Regions from separate parts of the Mus musculus genome. Here region 2 is linked to region 1. The links are chromatin contacts, called in public Hi-C maps. All regions are on one chromosome and are shown on one strand. Each heading gives the region's core, a stretch centred on a gene start, on an enhancer-like site or on the middle of the called end of the contact. The rest is flanking DNA. Distances are from core to core; before and after follow the strand shown.

Evidence for each region. Hi-C and Micro-C count contacts between places; a contact is called where the count stands out from the background.
Region 2: a contact with region 1 is called in a Hi-C map of CD4 T cells, with 4 times the contacts expected there. The contact joins the promoter of Faf2 here to the promoter of Phf2os1 in region 1. A contact is called at or near these places in 1 of 39 promoter capture datasets (cranial neural crest) and 1 of 484 Hi-C or Micro-C datasets (CD4 T cells).

The regions. Positions count from the first base shown.
Region 1 is chr13:48,869,662-48,872,292 of GRCm38.p6, reverse strand. Phf2os1 (a long non-coding RNA gene) reads right to left here and starts at 1,342. Exons shown (of 2, transcript XR_003950516.1): 1 at 1,090-1,342. It overlaps Phf2 (PHD finger protein 2), which reads left to right and starts at 1,408. Exons shown (of 22, transcript NM_011078.3): 1 at 1,408-1,625. The coding sequence starts at 1,528.
Region 2 is chr13:54,620,439-54,623,069 of GRCm38.p6, reverse strand. It overlaps Faf2 (Fas associated factor family member 2), which reads right to left and starts at 1,286. Exons shown (of 11, transcript NM_178397.3): 1 at 1,167-1,286. The coding sequence starts at 1,229.

The DNA of each region.
Region 1 (2,631 bases), core at 93-2,592:
GGTAGCTTGAAATGAATTCATTGTGTACAGGTTGACGGGGTAACCTGTCTGCGCCCCCCGCCCCAATTTCCTATCTCCCCTGCCACATGTGTGCCCTTAGGTTACACAGTGCTTGCCCTGGTTCGGATCCTGATTTGTGGCCCTGGGTTTACCTATTTGGGAAGGGTGGGGGTTGGTTGAGGGCAGATTCCATAACAGGCTATCCTCTGAGTTGCCAGCAATGGAGCTGATTGGCAGCCGCACTCTGGGCAGGGATAACTGGGACTCTGCCTTGTCAAGGTAAGCAGAGGTCTGAAACTCTGGAATGTATCTGCAGAGACTAGCATCTCCACGTATTGTGTGGGGACAGGCAAAGGGGAAGCAGATCTAGCAGACAGCTTTCTTCCTAAATATATGGCCCTGCTCATCAGGGTCGACCTGGGTAGGGGACAGAGAAGGACCCTCATTCATATCTCACCAACCAACCAAACAACCAACCAACCAACCAACAAAAAAGCTCTAAGCAGGACAGGTGAGACCAGGGAGCCAGTTCAGAGCAAGACTGCAGGGGCGAGAGCGACAACATAACCCCTTGTCTTCCCCAGCAGTCCTGTGGCTCAGTTGCGACTCACTGGACTGTCCTCCGCTCCTAAGGTCTGTGGGTCTATGGGTTGTAATAAGGGGTCCTGGGCGGCACCAATCCCAGGTAAGCTGTGTCCTACAACAAACAGTTCACTCTCGGGTCCCCTGACTTTTGCCGGAGCATCGGGAAAGTTCACCGGATCGTACGAGGAAGCAAGGCAGCCCCCAGCTAGAAAGAAGGGGAAGGGGAGGTTATTCAAAAGCCAGCAACTCAGTCGCAGTTCGGGATGGGAGGGAGGCTGCCGGGCCCAGGAAGAGGAGGAAGATCCCCCTGTCCATCCCACTTCGGGGTCAGAAGAAAGTTAAGGCCAAGGAGTTGCTTCTGGCTAAGGCAGGGCTGTGCGAACTGTGTTCACGTAGTCGGGGGCAGGGGGCTCCGCGGCTCGTCTCCCTGGGAGTCCCGGGGCCACCCTCTCCCGCGGGGTGCCCCCGAGCCCGGCTGCTGGCTCCCCCAGGCCCGCGGCCCACCTTCTACCGCGGCCCGCCTTCCCGGCGGCGGGAGCGGGGCCCAGGCCGGCGGGCGGAGGCGGCGCCACCCGGGGCGCTGACGTAGCGGCCGCTCGGCGGCCGGGGGTCCCTTCGGTGGGGCCGCGGCTCCCCGCCCGCCGCCCCCGCGCGTCCATTCGCTTTGTGTCCCGCGCGCGGCCGGGCCCCCCGCGCACTCTCAGCCCTGCGCCCCGCGGCCCGGCGGGCGGCTCCCGGCGCGGCCCCAGCAGCCCGCGCCGGCATTGTGTGGACGCGCCCGGCCGCGAGCGCGCGCGCGGGCCCTGCCGAGCGCCCCCGGCCCCGTCCGCTCCGGCCGCGGCGCCCGCGCCCGCCGCCCCCGCCGCCCTCGCCGCGCGGCCCCCGGCCCGGCCCGGCCCGACCCGGGCAGCGCAGCGGCGGGGCGAGCGGCGGCGCGGCAACATGGCGACGGTGCCCGTGTACTGCGTCTGCCGGCTGCCCTACGACGTTACCCGCTTTATGATCGAGTGCGATGCCTGCAAGGACTGGTTCCACGGCAGGTGAGCGCGCCGCGGCCCGCCCGGCCCACCGAGCCCCGCGCCCTGGTCGCGCGCCCCGGGCCCCGCCGGGCACCGCAGCCGCGTTCGGCCGCCGGGCCGCGCGCCCTTTTGTGCCCAGGGCGGGGGCGTACGGCCGCCGCGCACAAAGCGAGGCCCGTGGCCGGGGCGGGCGAGGGGCGCGGGGAAGTTGGGGCTCCGGCCGCGATGGGGCTGGGACCCGGTCGTCTGACAGCGGGGCCGCAGTGGCCGCGGAGGCCAGGAGCCGGACGAGGCCCAGGCCCGGGGCCCCCGCCGCCAGCCCCCTGCGAAGTTGCAGGAACTTTCCCCGCGCGGGCTCGGGGCGGCCGGGCCGGGAGAGGCGGGCGCGCGGCCCGGCGCGGGTCCCCCGAGAGGCGCGACTGGCGGGCTCCGGAGCTGGCAGGGCTCGGGTGGACCGGGGGAACGGTAGCGAGGTAGCGGCCAGTGCCCCCCGTCTGTGCTGGATCCCGGGAACCCCCTCGGGACTGTGTCCTGGCGGGCAGGACCCCACCGGGGACCCCGCGTGCCTACTGGCTCGGGCCGGCCTGCGGGCCTAGGCGGGAGTGCAGTGACAGACCGACGTGAGTGTCTGTGTGTTGGGGTGGGGGTGTTGTGGCTTGGCCGCTCATTTCCTGGCCTGCTCGGCTCCCCATTTCCCTCCTCTCTGCTTCAGGCAGAGGAACCCCAGTTTTGACATGACCTTATGCTCTTTAAGGAAGATGGGGAGGAGGGAAAGAGGTAAGCTTGGAGATACTAAACCCGCCCTCTGGGCCCTTGCCGGTGGCCATGACCTGGCCTTGTGTCTACTTTTTAAGAGCCTAAGTCCCTTCCTACTTAGAAGTAAGAGGAGGAGAAAGAGGTGATCATCCTGCTTAAACTGCTCCAACAGGTTCTCTTGTGTTTGACTTTGCCTGTGGGATGTGCTTGGGCCTCAAGAGGGCTGGCCTGAAGCTGGACAGGTCTGTCTGTCCCCTGGGTGTGAGTTTTT
Region 2 (2,631 bases), core at 37-2,536, 5.8 Mb before region 1:
ACATTTCCTATTAGAAAATGAGTTCTATTGACTTCAATTTATCTGGAAAATGATTATTAATAGTAACAACTGTTTAGGCACATTTTACAGTTTACAAAGTTGTCTTCTTCTTCTTTTTTTTTTTTTGTTTTTTTTTTTTTTGTTTTTTGTTTTTTCGAGACAGGGTTTCTCTGTGTAGCCCTGGCTGTCCTGGAACTCACTCTGTAGACCAGGCTGGCCTCGAACTCAGAAATCCCCCTGCCTCTGCCTCCCGAGTACTGGGATTAAAGGCGTGCGCCACCACTGCCCGGCCCCAAAGTCTTCTAAATACCGTGTAACACCCATAAACTCAGTTTACCTCCTAAAACATCCGCAAGGGAATAGACATTTTGAAGTTATATGTAAGAACTAAGGATACGGCTAATGCCATGGTTACCACCACCCGGGTGGCATCCTCCCACCAGACCCTCCACCTGATTAAAGTGCTTAGAGCCTTTTTTTTTTTAAAACAAAACAAAACAAAACCAGAAACATCCACTTAATGGGGCGGGTCCTGCAGGTTGCCACCCTCCTCAAGCAGAGTCAGCCGTTCAGGAGCAAGCCGAAGGGCAACAAATCCAGTCAGAGGCCTTCGATGATACTTCATGTTACATTGTTTCCTCCAGAGGCGTCCTCCCACATTTCTAGGGCAGGTGCCAGGTCTGTGTGTGGGCGCTTCTTTTCCCCACTACAACCACCCAACACGAGCCCTAGGGACCACCGAGAGACCCCCAGCAAGCGTCGGTGAATAACATGGGATGGTGGTGGTCTGCGGTCCAGCCCTGCAAGCTGATGCCAACTCTGCGATTGGGGATCTGAGTTATCTCTAGCACATCCCCACCAATCGATGGGCGGAGAGGGTCTGGCGGGTTAATCAGGCCGGCAAGGATTGCAGACCAGCGACGCTACGGGAAATCAAGGCAGCTGACCCACTGTGGTCGAGCCCGGCTAGCAGAGGTGGCTGGAAGGCTGAGGACCCACAGAGGTTGGGCGCCGGGGAAATCCGGGCAGTTGGCGTCTGGGGGGGAGGGGGCCGCCTGCGGGTTTGAAACTGGTCCCAACCCCAACCTGAGGATGGTTTTGCGCTCCTCTAGGGTCCCACTCCCCATCCCGCGGCGGCCTGGGCTGCACCGAGAACTCGCTGCTACCTGAAACTGCAGCAGCTTCTCGGTCTGCTCCTGAGTTAGATCCTGCTCCTCAGGCGCCGCCATTTTGCCGCCGCCTCTACGCTCCTGACCCGTCCGCACCGTCACCCGCCGGAAGTGATCTCAGGTGTAACCACTTCCGGCCTGAACCGCCGCCGGGACTCAACTGCGTCTGCGCGCGCTAACTCGCGGGCACCCTCCCCGCCCCCTTCCGAATCTCGCCACCAGAGGGCGACGTTCGCGTGTCTAGGCCGAACAATTCAGGACCCTGCCGATCTATCTCCCAAAGATCTAAAATTGATGAAAAGATGACAGACCCCAGAGGGTCAGTGTACCTCCAGGAGCTCGAGAGAGTCCCGCAATTTGGCTGCTCCTTAACCGTTTTTTTAAATTATCTACGATATTCTTGAAGATTTCTCAGGAAACGATTGCTTTCACGAAATAGCGCCAGTTTGATACTTAATCCTTTCATAAAGTTGGTCTGCCTTATTAGGGGAAACAGTGGTGAGGCTTTGTTGTCTCTTGCTAGGAGTGTCTGTAACCAGGTTAATGGTGCTTCCCAGACACTCAGCTCTGTACCTCGTCCAACCTCATGCCCAGGCCACTCGCCCTTCATCCCTTTGACAGACCAAAGATAAGATAGTTGGTCTGAGTCAAGGAAACTTGACTTTAAGTGTGTATGATTCCTTGCATACGAAGGGTATCCTGGAGCAAGCCACCTAGACTCTGTTACTTTTGGTTGAACGCGATTGACTTAAAGCCTGCCCATTCCTCCTTTGCCTTTTCCTGGGCACACTGCGGTGGCCAAGACTTGAAGATCTTGAACTCAAGAGCAACCTGCACTACATAATGAGACCGTGTGTCAAAACGACAACAATCAAAGGAACAACACACACACACACACACACACACACACACACCCCGAGTGCATTTTATTCCTAACCTTTAGGCCCTTCTTAGCCTAATATTGTCCAATAAAAACGTGAGCCACACGAGCAATTTTTTAATAGCAGCCATACTAGGGAGAAGTGATGTTCTGCTGATGGGAAACTAAATTATTAGTTCATCCATTACAGAAATCAGAATAAAGACTCCCCTCACAATTAGTTAGAACTGTTATACAACCCAGCTACACCAGTTCTGGTGCACACTTCCAAGAGTCAAAGTCAGTTTACTATAGACATACCTGTAATTCACATACTTACTGATATGCACAATAAATCATAGACTCAGCCTAAGTGTCTACCAGTAGATGAGTGGACAAAAAAAAAAAAAAAAGTCTGTATATAGCAGGGCATGGCAGCACATACCTTTAATCCCAGTACTCAGTTGGTAGAGGCAGGTGGATCCCTGAGTTCCAGGTCAGCCTGGTCTACAAATCAAGTTCCAGAACAGCCAGGGCTACACAGGGGAAACCCAGTCTCAAAAACAAAACAAAATTCTAGCACTGGAGAGATGGCTCAGCAGT